2 separate regions of the Mus musculus genome follow, and region 1 is linked to region 2. The links are chromatin contacts, called in public HiChIP or PLAC-seq maps. All regions are on one chromosome and are shown on one strand. Each heading gives the region's core, a stretch centred on a gene start, on an enhancer-like site or on the middle of the called end of the contact. The rest is flanking DNA. Distances are from core to core; before and after follow the strand shown. Region 1 overlaps 2210408I21Rik (RIKEN cDNA 2210408I21 gene). Region 2 overlaps Slf1 (SMC5-SMC6 complex localization factor 1).

The links. HiChIP or PLAC-seq counts read pairs in DNA pulled down with a chosen protein or histone mark.
Region 1: a contact with region 2 is called in an H3K4me3 HiChIP or PLAC-seq map of embryonic forebrain, with 5 times the contacts expected there. The contact joins two enhancer-like sites.

What each region holds. Positions count from the first base shown.
Region 1 is chr13:77,396,575-77,399,274 of GRCm38.p6, reverse strand. The region is part of intron 19 of 2210408I21Rik (RIKEN cDNA 2210408I21 gene); the gene reads right to left. Among named protein-coding and RNA genes, the nearest start is that of 2210408I21Rik, 260 kb to the right of the region's middle. Within about 2 kb of position 1,429, at least 31 of the 459 cell types and tissues checked have an H3K27ac peak or open chromatin away from gene starts, as enhancers often do. A contact at or near this core is called in embryonic forebrain, where this site is marked.
Region 2 is chr13:77,047,384-77,050,083 of GRCm38.p6, reverse strand. Slf1 (SMC5-SMC6 complex localization factor 1) reads left to right here. Exons shown (of 21, transcript NM_134071.3): 17 at 43-206; 18 at 867-997. Among named protein-coding and RNA genes, the nearest start is that of Slf1, 87 kb to the left of the region's middle. Within about 2 kb of position 1,428, at least 30 of the 459 cell types and tissues checked have an H3K27ac peak or open chromatin away from gene starts, as enhancers often do. A contact at or near this core is called in embryonic forebrain, where this site is marked.

The DNA.
Region 1 (2,700 bases), core at 180-2,679, 350 kb before region 2:
TATCAAATTATTCTTTAAAATACTATTTTCTTTTTAAAATCAAATCAGAGTCTTCAGTATCTCCCAAAGATAACTTTGTAAACAAAGTAGATAATTTTTGCTTTCTTTTATAAAGGGTACAAATCAAAATTTTAAGGAGGGTTTCGCCTTAATTTATACATACCAATCAATACATACAGATACTAGCAGAGACTCCACATTTTAAAAAATGCACAAATACTTATTACATTTTATATATTTCTAGCTAAATAAAATTTAAAGACAAAATCAGATTTTGTATTCGTCTCAAAGTAAACATAATACTTGATTACTGTACACTTGGACAAAATTGTGTGTTAGGATGCATTAGGATCCTTTGTTACTTGAGACATCACTCTTGAAGTGTTGATTATCTTTAAATACTATGACTTATGAGGTGGTACATAGTAATAGAAAGGGTATGTATAAAATATCATGTAAATAAGAACTATCAAGAGAACAAATTAAATTACAGCCTGAGCTAACAGTGATAGCTCCATTTTAAGTTAGAGAGGAGAAGAAGCTACTAGGAAGAAACTGACTTCTCTTCCCAGCCCTTTGAGAAAAACCTGTACTGGCAAAATGCCAGCTAGATTCACGGAGCATGTTGAAGATCGAGAATATTTTTTTAAAAGTATCAGATGCCATACTTTTACGGAAGGAATGCTAGTGAGATGTCTTGTCATGTAATTTTATACAAATGCATTAAGTATCATAAAAAGTGGATACAGTGATCTTTTGTGTTATTGATTTTTAATCAATACTTTCTCAGACATGACAGGCTGCCCAGATTTTTAAGTCCGAGAGTATTTTCTGTTTTTAACCTTGGCTCTGTTCTTATGAAACAATGTTTTGGCAAAGTCGGCAATTCCTTAAATGAAGATTATTTTCCCCCTGCCCCTTCTAGGTATCAGGAGACCATTTTTAATTCACTCACCAGGGAAACTCTCAGCGGGACTGGTGTATCGGTAACATAGGAGCCAATATTCTAGCTATCAGTTTTCATCCAGCCTAGCTGGACCTTTACATTACGGCTGCCCCACATTTATTGTTCTTTCACTGCATCTGTCAGCATTTCCTGACAGCACATTACAGAGCACATGGCTACAAAGTCAGTATCAATCAGTCCAAGATCATGCAGATATAAGTAGCCGACTATTGATAATGGGTCTTAAATCAGATCATCACGGCTTAAGCATAAGATTCTTAAAAGACAAGGATCCTAGGGGAACTTCTAGTTGCCTGCACCTGTTAGAAACCCCAGAAAATGGCTTTCCTACTACGTAGCACCTACAATTGCAAAAGAAGAAAAACGTGAATGTGATGAGCACAGACAGACACCCAGTGTAACACACTGCACTCTGTAAAATGAAGCATGGGAGCAAAGGTAGCAAGCAACACAGCTTAGCCGTATCCAAAAAACATAACATCCAAAATCTCCCTTCTCACTAATGAAGCAGCCTCCCGGGGACTGTGTACACCTCACGTGGATAACAGTGGTTGTGTTGTGTTTTGGCGATGTCTACTTCGAAAGCATTTCAACTAGATATGGCCTTTTAACAAGAAAAGTGAGAGAAATCAGAGTTTAGAGGGGTGCTATACCAAACTCCAGGCACGATGTTAAAAAAACAAAGGCATCTAATTTCTGTCCGACATTAATAATAAAACAAAACAGGAGATGCGTGCAAATTTAGTAACATAAAATTTAAGGTAATAAACAGAGTTGGGGCTGGCTTCTTGTTTAGTATTCCTTAGTTATCACCATAATTGCTGCATGTCTATCATTACTAGCAAAAGAAAAAAGTGTCTTTCTCAGCTGCTCCATGCTTGTTTTGTTCGCTGTATTCTTGTAAAGTGGGAGAAAATAAGTGTCATTTAATGAATAGTGCTATTCTTTGTCTGACAGCTTCATATCTGTTAGGTGTAGGAGGCCCTACTACTTTCTTTCTCTGATAATGTTTTTGACAGTGTGCTAAATTCCTCCCCCAAAAGGCCGGCGTGTATATTCTGCTAAAAGGGGCTTCATCTCTCCTGAATGGGTGCCCTCTTTTAACCCCCTTCAGCTTCTGTTCTTACATTAATTGAGCTGATCAGATTGAGCATATGAATTTGTCTTTGATGTATTCGTATGTTTAGTTGACGTTGCTCTCTCTCTCATTGGCAGCGGACAGAGCTCTCAGACAAATAGGACTGTTACCATGGTAACAGGCAATAGCTAGGGATCTCTTGAAAAATATTTTTATTTCAAAATTCAAACTGGAAAATTCTCACTGGATATGGTTCTCAGTTCTAAACGTGTCATATCTAATGATGAATGCAATTAGGAATCCCACCAGTGTTTTAAATAATAAATTAGCCTAATTTTCTAGGCCTGGCATGATGACATACAAATACTAAAAAGGCGTCTTCTTTTTAAATCTATAACAAAGGACTTATTAATGACTTTTGTTCTTAGGATTTCAAATTAAAATGGATGGTAGGCTAATGATAGTGGCTTTGTATCTGCTAAAACCAAAGGCCTAGAGGTAAACTTTATTATTTTTTTTAAAGAAAATACTTCAAGCTGCTGTGATTTGTGGTTATTTCATTTTTTAAAAAGCAGGTGTAGAAACCCTTCTATAAATGTGTAATGCTACAGCAGTTGGTAAATCTCTGTGGATAAAAATGCCCATAGCCATATTT
Region 2 (2,700 bases), core at 179-2,678:
TGTCTTTGTAGTTGTGAATGATATAATATTATTTTGCAACAGATAGATTCCTATTTGCCAATTTTGGGAAAAATGGACATACATGGGGCTGGAAAGATGCAGAGTCCAAAAAAACTCTGCCAGCGGCCTTGCCTAGAGTCTCAAAGAGCATTACTAATGCTGAATGGTGCAAAACGGAAACAAGCAGAAGGTCGGCCAGAGCTCCTGTAAGTAGTGTTGTTGCTGCAGCTGCACTTTGTTTTGGAATATGGTCTTTTTTCTGAAATTCCTGGTGCTTTAGTTTATTTTGGGTATTGTCTACATATGATTGAGAGAAAACTCAATTTTGGACCTATAAATAAATAAGATCAGCACTTTTCTTTTACTGTAATACAATGACCATACTTCCTTCCTACTAAGTGCTTCCTGAAAGAAATGAAACTATTAATAAAGTCTTCATAAGAATGTTGTCTGAAACAGAAAGTTCAACTTTGTTATAGGTAGTATAAATAAGGTTTTAGATGCATATGAGATGCTATACTTTCTGAAAATGAAAGACTTCTTGATTGGGAAATCTGGAGGCCTGCACTCTAATGTAACTTTCAGCTTTATTTCCTCTACAAAATCTGATTTACTTAGTTTCCTCCTTGCCCAGCGTTCTACACTCATTACCTTTTTACTGAGCAGTTGGAGATATAGACTAATAAAGTAAAAATTAATGCATCAAAATTTGTTCTCATGTAGCTGACTTTACTCTAAAGGCTGGAAAGCAGTATGATTGAATGAGTTCAAAGCAGGATACATTTTAAAGGAAGAAAAATACTATCTTATGTATGCTGGCATGACTTACTGAAAAACAAGCTTTTCTTGGTTTTCTTTCTTTTCAGAGAGTTAAACCGTGCTAAATGTTCCTCATCATTGAAAAAATTGAAAAAGAAGTCAGAGGAATTGTCATGTTCCAAGGAGAATTGCCCATCTTTGGTTACAAAGATGAATTTTCATAAAACTAATCTGAAAGGTACCCCAAGTATCTGAACTAACTCATATTAAGTACTTTCTGTCCTTGTAGTCAGTATTTGGAAATCTCACACATTTGCCCTAATGAATGTTTAAACTTAAATATTGAACTAAGTCCAGGAAATAGTTTAATGGATAATGTAATATTTTCTTGAACTCTTCTGTATACAGAAGAAGTGGTCATTTAGTAGCTGATGTAATAGACTAGCCCTGCCTTTCTCACCCTGCCTTTCCAGATGCTGTGAGCTCCCTGAGCCCATTCCAGACCTGCCCTTCTTACTTTGCAATTCCACATCAACCTGTGCTGCTTAGAATCAGTGTCTTCTGATTTGAAAGTATAATTCATTCTTCATCTCTTTTCAGTCATAGACATTTTGTGAACAAAGAATGAGGAGTAGGCTATGTTACATAGCTGTGTTAAGCATATGGGCTCCTTTCTTCTAGGCACTGAGCCCAGACAGAAATGTGTTTGGCTTTTGGTTCTAACTGTACAGCAGCCTAAGTACCTAATGGATTGTATTCCAAGAATAGTGCTGTAATAATTTTCTCTCGCACCCCTTTTACTTAGATGTCTTGTAACCTGAAAATATGTTATCTACAAGGGAGCTCTACTTGGATAAACTAAATTGCTAGGTTTATAAGTTATTCTGTTTATAGAATATATCATATGTATTAACTCATGCTATGGATTAGCTCATGAAAACAGTGACAGCAAAGCTTTTATAATTGTTCCATGGGATAGACATTTATATTATGAGCCCATGAAGCTCAAAATATGAAGACTATTCGATGACAATTCAGATATTCACTTCAAAGATCAGTGTCTCTTTTCTTCGTTTTATTGTTCAGAAGTAAAATGAATATGAATGAATTTAGGCTGAATAGCAGGAGTTGGGAGAGAAAGAAAATTGAGAAATGGGGGAGAACTTTGCATGTAGAATAAATGTTTAGTAGAAGTTGCAGAGATACTCTGTAAAATTGAGTAGTATAAAAATGTGCTACCAGTATTTTATATAACAGGAACAAATAATGCCCATGATGCATTTTGTTTCCTATGTAGTCATTGGTAAGTATTTAGCCATTTTCCTTAGTGTCAAATTATGTCTTATATTTTATTAATCTTAGTTCAAGCAGCAGTTGGAAATTTTGACCAACAGCAATTTATTGCAGTCCTCCATCAAAAACTGTGCCATTCTATGTGCTGCTGCTGTTCAGCTTTAAATGGTACTTAGGGACTCTTCAGCGTGTGTGTGTGTGTGTGTGTGTGTGTGTGTGTGTGTGTGTGTGTGTGTGTGTGTGTGTGTGTGGTGTTTATATTAAGATTCTTACATTTCTCCCTCCGTGCGGCTGTAGCCAAGCCAGACAGCCTATTGAGAAGCAGCAAGCCATCTGTTAATGGATTTGAAGTTCTGAATTGTACTTGAGTATGTAGAGGCACTCGTGCTTAGCTAGAAACATTCATTTGAATTAAGCTATAAATGCTGTATAAGAAAGAGCTATACATTTTAGCGTAGATTCATGAATAAATTTAAGAGAGGGCAGTTGCACTTTAAAACTTTTATTGCTACAAACCAAGTATTTCTGGTGTTGTCTGGTCATCTGGGGTTTGTCTAGCAGGACTGAAGCTTTAACCTTGAACTGGGAGAGACAATGGCTGTGTAGAGCTTCCCTTGTAGAATCATTGCGGAGCTGCTGACAGAGCAG